2 separate regions of the Mus musculus genome follow, and region 2 is linked to region 1. The links are chromatin contacts, called in public Micro-C maps. All regions are on one chromosome and are shown on one strand. Each heading gives the region's core, a stretch centred on a gene start, on an enhancer-like site or on the middle of the called end of the contact. The rest is flanking DNA. Distances are from core to core; before and after follow the strand shown.

What was found. Hi-C and Micro-C count contacts between places; a contact is called where the count stands out from the background.
Region 2: a Micro-C map of stem cell-derived motor neurons shows a contact between it and region 1, with 2.6 times the contacts expected there. The contact joins two enhancer-like sites. A contact is called at or near these places in 1 of 15 datasets of contacts at CTCF or cohesin (large pre-B cells), 5 of 484 Hi-C or Micro-C datasets (embryonic stem cells, hematopoietic stem cells, neural progenitor cells and 2 more), 7 of 115 datasets of contacts at active chromatin or transcription factors (astrocytes, differentiating embryonic stem cells, double positive thymocytes and 4 more) and 1 of 9 other capture datasets (embryonic stem cells).

What each region holds. Positions count from the first base shown.
Region 1 is chr11:68,005,186-68,010,140 of GRCm38.p6, forward strand. All of the region lies in intron 4 of Stx8 (syntaxin 8), which reads left to right. Among named protein-coding and RNA genes, the nearest start is that of Stx8, 41 kb to the left of the region's middle. Within about 2 kb of position 2,721, at least 14 of the 459 cell types and tissues checked have an H3K27ac peak or open chromatin away from gene starts, as enhancers often do. A contact at or near this core is called in stem cell-derived motor neurons, where this site is marked.
Region 2 is chr11:68,142,868-68,147,822 of GRCm38.p6, forward strand. All of the region lies in intron 7 of Stx8 (syntaxin 8), which reads left to right. Among named protein-coding and RNA genes, the nearest start is that of Mir6406, 76 kb to the right of the region's middle. Within about 2 kb of position 2,109, at least 37 of the 459 cell types and tissues checked have an H3K27ac peak or open chromatin away from gene starts, as enhancers often do. A contact at or near this core is called in stem cell-derived motor neurons, where this site is marked.

The sequences.
Region 1 (4,955 bases), core at 1,471-3,970:
ATGTTACAACAGCAGTTATACTGGGGAGTTCTCAGTAGCTGGTATATTGAAGTTTGAAAAGTCATGAAACAAAACAAAACAAAACAAAACAACAGCCCTTTCTTAAATTGTGTCCGTTCCCCCAAGTCACCCAGCTGAGTTTGGCAAGGAGTTTGTCAGGAGAAAAAAAAAAAGGGGTTGACTTAAAATTGGGCAAACCAGTCAGAGGCATAGCTCAGTGGTGGGATGGGCCCCTAGCATGCACAGGGTTGGGCTTGATTCCCATCACTAAGGGAAAAAGGGAAAAAACTACAACCCCAAAACGAAATGAAACAAGACAAAACAGAACAACTAAAGATACTTGATTGCAGTAGGCTGGGGACACTGATGAAGTGTCCCTTGGTAGGTGATAGAGAAGGAGACATTTTCTGTGGATGAGTTGTTTATTCTGGACTTGAACTCAGCAGGCGTTGCTTATTGAAATTAACAATACAAATATCTTGGGAACCAATGTTGGGTTAGGCACTGTGCTGGGCACTTTTCATCCCTAGTGTATCCACCAGGTACTTAAGTCCTGTTCACTTCTCAGCCACTGGATCAGTGTCTGCTCAATGGAAGCTCTTCAGTTGTATGGATGTGTGTAGGTGGGCAGGCGGGCAGATGGACGGGAGGGTGGATGGACTACAGAGTATGAGACTGTGGCTTATCAGGCTGAAGGAAGTTATCCGCACGTCCGCTGATCCTGACCTCGAGTGAGTGGTGTTATTTGGGGTTTGTTTTTAGAAGCTGTGTTGAACTTTGAATGCTAATGAGAAATTTCCTTTTCCCTAACTTGAGTTTATTCTCCCAGCTCAGGCAGGCTTGGAAATGTTCACCCCGTTTATTCAGTCTGCTCCCTCAGACTGGTAGCCTTAAAGCAGTGTGCTGATCATCTGTTCCTCACAGGTCCCTGTTGTCATTTTCCTTCTCCTGACTTCCTTTGCCACCCACCTCAATTACCGCTCCCCCGCCTTGGCCTGCCTCCCCCCCCAGCCCCTGCCCCAGCCGCTTTTCAATGTAATCCAGTCTGCACGTTGTTGCCAGAGTGTGTCTCTGAAGAATTTATGTCAGAGAGTCCATTTCTGATTGAAATTTGAGTCTCTGTGCATCTTTATGTCCACGGAGCAAAACCGCATAAAACGTTTTGAAAAGAAAAAGGAATTAGCCCTTTCATACCATAAGGGCGTTTTCACATCTGTGGGCAAGGCCAGCTAGAAACCTTTGTTGATGCAACCCAGCTCTCTGACACCCTAGAAATAGCTTCGTTGCTCCTAACTGTAAACCTCCCTGTGGTCTGTGAATGCTCAAACACTGATATTTTTTTTTCCAGACAAAACAAACATTTTTCCATAGTCAGCTGACATCTTTTTGAAATGCTAAGAAAAGCTACTTCTTGGAATTCACTTCTTTTCAACTCCTTGCTCGGTTGATAAGAATGCCCTCCCTGTGAACTCTGACAGGTTCCAACTGACTTTGTTAGCAGAGATGGATTATCTGAGTGCTCCCCCCCCCACCGTGCTACTATAATTTAATAACATACACTAATTTCTTGAGAGGCTGAGTAAAATCATGTTATGTCCTTATAAGTGATCATGAAACATGTTGAGGATTCTAATATGCCATCATGTCTACTAATTATTATATTATTATAGATAAGGTCTATCTTCAAAGAATATGGACAGAAATTACTGATTTATTAAAAAACAAACCCCCGCCCCACACACACACGCACACACACACACACACACGCACACACACACACGCACACGCACACACGCACACACACACACACACGCACACACACACACACACACACACGCACACACGCACACACACACACGCACACACGCACACACACACACGCACACACGCACACACGCACACACACACACGCACACACGCACACACACACGCACACACACGCACACACACGCACACGCACACACGCACACACACACACACACACACACACACACACGCACACACACACACACACACACACACACACCGTCCACCATGTTGTAGGCCAGCACCGCCAGCACCTGGAAAAGAGGAGGCTGAAGGACGGTTTGAGCCCAAGAATTCAAGGCCAGGTTGGCCTCATCGCAAAAGAGAAACCAGGAGTTGCGGTGGCTGAAGCCCTGTGGTGGGATGGGTTTGATCCATGGTGGTTTAACAAGGAAAATCAAGTCTGTTCTACCTCAGAGCACAGTAATTAGCTTGTCCTTTCTTTAACTTAAGAGATCTGACTTGTCACCGCAAGGCAAGGCTGAGCTGGAAGATGTTTTTCTGACAGAATTCCCTTTCAAAGTAATTCTCCCCATCTGCTGCAGAGCATTGGTCTTTGCTGCTAAGTTGTGAGGGCAGGTAGCCCTTGATTAGGACTTTTGTTTTAATTTCTCAAGATGAAAATGTTAAGTACGCTTCTCACGCTGGCTCCCTCCAGTCAAAGCCCTCAGTGGTTCCCAGTCCCATTTTTGTAAGCGTTTCCCGAATGTTGCTTCTCCAGCCTACTCAGAGGCTCCCACTTCTGGGTGCTGGGGATATAAACATGACTGTGATGTGGCCTCTTTCCTCACAGAGCTCATAACTTAGGAAGGGAGACAGATGAGTAAATAACTAGCTACAATCCTGCTTGATAAATGCCACGTTCGAGGTCGTGAACAGAGTGCCATGGGAGTGCCAGCGAGTGATTGATTTGAGGAAAGGGGGATGGAGTGGGGATCAGGAAGGACTCAGCAGCAGAAGTGACCTTTGAGTTGAGCCTTAGGGGATGAATAGAATTTTGCCAGATGGACAAAGGGGTGGGGGTGGGGATACTCCAGACTCATGCAAAAACATGAGAGTGTGAAAGTTTGTGCCTTTGACTCTGTGGTAGTGAGCAGGATGTACGACTCAGGGAGATGAAGGGTGTGGTACTGGGGCATTGGGAGATGCTGCTGCTGAGACCATGGACCATCTTTTAAAGCTCACACGTAACCTATAGTTCCAGGGAGTCACGGAAGTTGTGAACCATGGAGATAATAATAGTGAGACTTCAGTTTTAGGTCATTCTATCATCAGAATGGGTCTGTAGGAGAGGTGAGGAGGGTCTAAAGCTAGGCTGTACTAACAGGGGAACATGTTGGCTGTGCATGAGGACAGTGAGCCATCTCTGAAGAACACCTCAGCCACTGCTGTGAGGTAGAAGGATAATTGCAGCAGCAGCAGCAGCAGCAGCAGCAACAACAGTAGTAACACAAGGCCCTGGATGGCACACTAAGCAGACTCGAGATGGGGAGGAGAAAAGCTTATGGGGCAAAGGAGTGAATTTGACCTTGCCTTTGCGAACTACTTGAGGATTCTTAAATGAGACAGGCATCACAGGGCACCTGTGGGAAAATGCCAAGGGCAGAGATACATTGGAAAGTCTTCAGCTTGGTGATTTTCTTGTAGGGAAAGGGAGGGAGGACATGCCTATTTTTTGTTTGTTTGTTTTTTTTCAAAAAAAAATTTTTTTTTACCACTTGGCTTATTTTACTTATTCATGTACCATTCTTTATCCTTACTTCAGAATATGATGTGACTCTACTAAGGCCAGTGTCAGTAGAGCAGTAGTGACTAATAGTAGGTATCACCCTAAGCTGATGAAGTGCATTCAGATGCATAGACGCATAGGAATGCTACAGGTGCATTGCTGGTAGGTCCAGGCCATCAGTAATCGAGGAAGACCAAGTCAGAGGAGCAGGAAGTAGGCGTGGCTTAGCTCTGGGAATTAGGTCATGCTGGGAAGTCTATTCTCTGTATCATGTTTACTATTGATATGAGCTTGTGCCCACATTTTTACTTTTATTCCCTAATAGGTGATTAAAGTATACACATACCACACACAAACTGCACACGTCAACACAGCTGGAGTCCTAACTTGCCATTTATTGAGGTTGCTTAAAATCACCTCACATTTGCTGAATTGTTTTTGTCCTTTCATATTAATACCTTAATTTTGTCTGTGTGCACAAGTGTGTGTACATTCATTTTGTGTTTTTTTTCTTTTTTTTGAGACAGGGTTTCTCTGTATAGTGTGTGTACATTAGTGTGTGTGTGTGTGTGTGTGTGAGAGAGAGAGAGAGAGAGAGAGAGAGAGAGAGAGAGAGACAGAGAGAGAGAGAGAGAGACAGAGAGAGATAGACAAGGGCTTGATACTAACCTTGGAGCAGTACCACTCAGTTTTGATACACTCACTGAAATGACTGCTCAGAGCTGGCCACCAATGCACTCCTGAGTCTCGGGCGATTTTTATAGTTTCTGACCCAGGCTTTTGCAGTGAGCCACATACAGCTACGGTGTGTTTCATGCTGGCACTTGCAAGATGACTCCGGTGCTAATGGATATGTTTGGATTGCAAATTGCCTGCTTCACTTCCCTTTTCATTTCTTTCTTCCTTGTCTTCAAAGCTAGGTGAAGCTAAGTGATTATGTATGGAGTAAGTGTGAAACCTCGACATCTTGGCTTCTTGGGGCCAATCATGTCAAGTAAAACCTTGAAGAACACATCTCTCTTTTTGATAGACTGGAAGAAAGTCATACTGGTGTTTGACATGTTAATTGGCACATTTGAATATGAGACCAGACCTGTGCGTAAAATCTTAGTCCAAAGAATCAAAACAGTCTTTGCATTTAGCCCAGGTTTTCTTGAAGGATATAGTCTCTTTTTAGTTAAAAGTGAAATTAATAGAATGTTGGAATATATTGTTTAAAATAATTTTAATACCTCCTAGTAGACAATGCAGTAATTGGTATAATGAAAACAGTTAATCTATTGAAAAAGATATTATTTCCCAAACACTGTATTCAGTAGTTTGCATACATTATTATCATCTCTTTTCACACACAAACATATACACACACAAGTACATGAGGACAACACCCACAAGGAGAAGCTGTATATTGTCAGGGCAA
Region 2 (4,955 bases), core at 859-3,358, 140 kb after region 1:
GTGGCACACACCCTTAGTTCCAGAACTGTGGAAGCAGAGGCAGAAAGAAGGCTTTTGTGAGTTGGAGGTTAGCCTGGTATACATAGCAAATTCCAGTGAGATTCTGTCTCAATAAAAAGGCTGAAGGGAATGGCTCAGCAGTTAAGAGCACTGACTGCTCTTACAGAGGACCTGGGTTCCGTTCCCAGCATTGACATGTCAACCCACAGCCATCCATAACTGCAGTTCCAGGGGATACTGTGCCCTCCTCTGACCTCTGTGAGCACCAGGCACAAACATGGTTCACAGACATATGGAACAAAATCCTAATATTCATAAAATAAAAATAAGTAAATCTTTTTTTAAAACTGTAGAAAATGGTAAATAAAATGTAAACAAACTGAAAACCTACTGTCTACAAACAGTAGCTGCTAAGAACTTGTCTGTCTAGTTGCTTTGCTATGCAGACATACATGACATCCCTACAAACTATCTCTCTCTTTTGAACATCTTGAGATGCCATCTCACATACTACTGGACTAAGTTTTTCTACCAGAGCCTGAGATTTTTCTTTATCTTTATTTTCCAACAAAGTGAGTGTCTAACTTTAAACTTTGGGAAATGTGTATCTAGTTACAGGACCTCCAACTTGAAGCAAGAGTAATCTTTTCCAGCATTTATTACAAGGCACATTTTAACTTGCTGTTGGGAACTGAGAAACAGTTGGCCTTAAATCCATTATAGAGGGGACGGTCATCACCAGGTTGGGAATTGGAGCTGGTCCTCCGGCCCTCTGGATCATGTCCCAGGTCCGTAGGTTTAACCAACCACAGAAGAGAACTACTTGAGAAGCAAACTGCATTTACATTGAACATGTGCAGACTATTTCCCCCTTGGCATTGCTCCCTAAACAATGCAATATAACATTCATTCTACTGCAGTATAACATTCATTCTACTGCATTTCCATATTAGGTATCATAAGTCACTCAGAGGTGATTGGGTCCTGTGTTAGACCCCCTTGCACCACACAGAGAGATGGAGTCTATGAGAGGATTAGCCTGGTGATACACAGACAGCGACATCCCTGGAGCCACTCATTCCCTGTTGATCGAGGGACTGCCTCAACGCGTCTCAATTTCACTTGGGTGTAGCAGCTAAAGATTTTTGTGACAGGATGCAACTTTCCAGAGATAGCCAGAAAACATCATCAGCTCCATTGGGAAATATATCTTGGATTCTCCATGCTGCACCGAGAGAGAGGGAAGGTTAGCAGTGGTCAGTGCCCCTCACAGAACGTGTTACAGTGGAGGGAGGGAGCGCAGCGAACAGACACAGAAAAATGTAATCTTTGACACTTGAGACACAGTCTGGATAGTCTGGAGGCCTCCTGATCGCCACGCTCTCCAAATGATTCAGCTCTGCGTTGCTGATTTGTCCACATTAATTAAGATCAGAGTGTCACTAGGGAGTGGTTTGGATAATGTGAAAACATTTAAGTAATCACAAGAGGGAAATGACCTGGTCCACCATTAGCTCGGTTTGAATGCATTATCAGGCCAACTCAGGAAGTTCCTCGGTGTGTAGGCCCCACTCTCTAAGGAAAGCCACAGTTTCCCCTGCCTCCTCCTTACTTGTGGGTGATGTTGGCTAAGTTAACCAAGGGCAGAACATTGATTCAGTGATTTGTCAGCTCTGTCTTCCTCACTTGGTGAGGAATGCAGCTAAATTAACCATAGGCATATCATTAATTTGACAATTTGTCCCCGTCCTCACGCCTCACTCCTCACTGGTGTCCAGGTGGGGGAGGGGGGTGAAAGTGATGTGTTTGCTCTCAGTTTCTTAGCCCTTCTCCCTGACTCCAGCGCAACCTCAGTCCTCCTTGCCCAGTTCCCATTATAGAACAGAAAAGACTGCTTAAGGCCCGGTTTATTTACCTAATAAACTGGCTCTTGTATTGCCTGGGAAATGCTAAAATTTTTCTGTCAAGAAATCCTAGTAACAAGCAAACAGAGGTCCAGCAGTCAGGTCTGAAGAAACAACAAGACGAAGGTCAGCTAATATCGTCATTCTTCTCCTTCCTGGTGGCCATGACAGCGCCAGGGTTTATTTGAAGATCCCAGACTTGGAATCATGGCCTGCATTGTTAGCTGCCCAAGCATTGTCGGCTGTGCCAACAGTTTGAGATATTAATGTATTCTGGAGATCAGTGAATGAAGAATTCCTCTGCACTTTTTCCCTTTTAATTTTTTTCCCCTTTCCATCCACTTTGTTTGCAGTGTCTTTGTCTGCCGGGCGTTGCTGGGCATTTCTAATGAGAGAGCAAAGAATTGTAGAAGGAAAAAGGCAAAGGGGGAGGGAGAGAGAAAACAGGCAAGAGAAACAGGGCATGTTTAGCACTTTAACAGTAAGGTGACATTTTTACAAGCCAGTCAGGTGCACGGGACTCTTGGAAAGCTCGAAGCCACGCCGGCAATGCAAATTCCAAGCGGAAAGCACATTCGGGGCCACGTCTAACTCATTGATTAGCAGCTCGCAAGGAAAATGCACTTTTATTTCCTAACATCATTTTCCCCACAGGACGCCCAGCCTGGGTGCTGCTTTGGTATTCAATCCTGCTTCATTATTGCAGCCACCTCGCAACCCACCCTGGGCAGCTGCTAAAAGGGGGAAAAATTAAAGCAATTCATACTCGCAGTGACTTACTGCTGCAGAATAATTGGTTTCTGTTTGCAAAGAACATTATCACAGCAAAGCCCAGAAAACAGAAAGGCCTGTCTGTGAGAGGGTTTCTGAGGCTAGGTTGGAAGGCGGCTGCAGGGGGAAGGAGGGAGGGATGTGAAAAATCACATTTCCTAGAAGGCAATTAGCTAATAATTAATTTTTTAGCATGCTCCCATCGCGGACTTGTCCTTGTGTGATATATAGACAGGGATGCCGGCTTCCTGCTGCATCCTTTGATTCCTCGTGGAAATGTTAATGAGACTAAAGCAGTTAAGGAGCTCTTTAGACAACACGGTGCTGTGGGGAAGGCCGGAATGAAATTCAGACCCTCTGAGGACTTCTCTGACACACAAGAAGTCCCTTTGTTTCCTGTTTTATAAACCAGAGGCATGTCTAAAATTGCGGGGAAAGTGAGAGGGGGCTGAGGCCTGGCGCCGGGGCCTGGCTTTCTATATTTAAAAAGAGGAAAAATTGTTCGCTAGTTATCCGTGCCTGGGTTTGATAGGCAGTCTAGGGTGTTTTTGAAGTTCTGAGGGAAGGGTCTCTGAAGATGTAAGCGGGATCTGTCTTTCACTTAGACTTAATTAAGAAACTTGCTGGCTTTGTCTGTAGGGGGCCCATTACGCACAAGCTGCAGCCCCCTCTGAATAGGGGCTCAGCCTGGAAAGTGTATACAAGCCAGGCCGCCTTTGTGTTGTGTTGCCAAACTGGAGGCAGGAGCAAGTGGGAGCCTGGCTCTGCCAGAGGCCAGCCTGTTGTTCATACATGTGAACCAGGTCCCAACCAACGCTGCAGCAAGTGTCTGCCCATTCCCTGGGGGACCTAGAACTAACGAACCTTTTAGGAAAGAAACATCAAGAGGCTGAGGGGAGAGAGGGTTGGCCTTATTCTCCGGTGTCCCTTTTTAGTCCTGGTGATGGGCCACAGAGCTAAACAGTATCAGCAGCCAGAGCTAGGAGTGTAAGCCAGAGGTGGCCAGGGCCTGGTAGTGGTGCGGCAGTCTCAGCCACCCACCCCCATCACTTGATCCTCCAGCCCAGGGCACAATTTTGCCTGGTCACTGTTCTTGTAACCCTGAGAATAATTTCCCCCTGGTGGGCTACTGTGGCCTGCCCTATTTAGAACAAAGTTGCTGAATGCCAGAGAATAAAGAACAGCTGGGAGGCTGTGCGCAGTGGTTAATCAGCTAATTCGCATTTCAAAAGGCTCTAATAAGAGGTGATAAATTCACATAAAGCCCTGGGTATGAGTACTTTATTCTGGAAAGCTTTCTCCCTTCTGTTTCTTTCCCTACCCATCTCTGCCTTGTGCTTTGAAGCTCTCCGGGACCTCCCAGGGTATCCCCACCTCTGCCCTCTGCCACCTCCGGAGCTGGGAGCTGCAAACCTTCACCTTCTTGGCGGTGACCAGCTGCAGGCACCCCCGCGGGCACCTCCACACTCCTTCAGCCCAGCCCTGGCCCTGTCCACCTGGGAGCCCCTGGCCTCCCCCTCCTACCTTGCTGAGTTTGCTGGATTCAACCTATCTCCTGTCTGTCCACTCACCTCCTGACTGCTGCAGTTGCCATTTGCTTTGCCAGCCGTGGGACCCCAGCTTAACACTGAGTTCTGCCCTATGGCGTGCAGTGAGAACCCCAGTTCCGTGTCTGTCTTGGCCTTCTCCCCATCCCTTATGCCAGCTATCCAAAACCCTATGGGCTGCGTCTTGGGCTTTCCATGATTGAGTCTTTCTATGCTTCAGGCTAATGATACTACTCTGTCCCTAGGGTCCCTCACCCAGTTACTAGAAACCAGCCAGCCAGCCATTGTAGAAATAAAAATAGGATGCCAAAACCCAATGATTTGTTTGTCTGTTTGTTTGTCTCAGCCAGTAGTCCAGTTCAACTGGAAAGTGAGCTTGTCTGGACTTACACACACACACACACACACACACACACACACACACCAATCACACAGTCCCTGACCATATGTAGACCGCGGTTGCTGTAGTTAGTTCACACCTGTAAATGACAAGGCAATAATTGCCCAGAGCATCCTTGATCCAGCTGGACCGGGGCAGCCCCACACATTCAGCACTTTGGGTGCTCGTCTTTTCCTGTGGTTGTCATATGTGTGCAGGAGTCTTTCCTAAGTGGTCCCTGGGTTTCAAAATCCCAGAACACCTCAGTCCTGTCATGCTGTAGGATCCATGAGGGACTCAGACACCATCTTAATTACATACCGTGGAGGAATGACATCTCATATTCTGCTCATG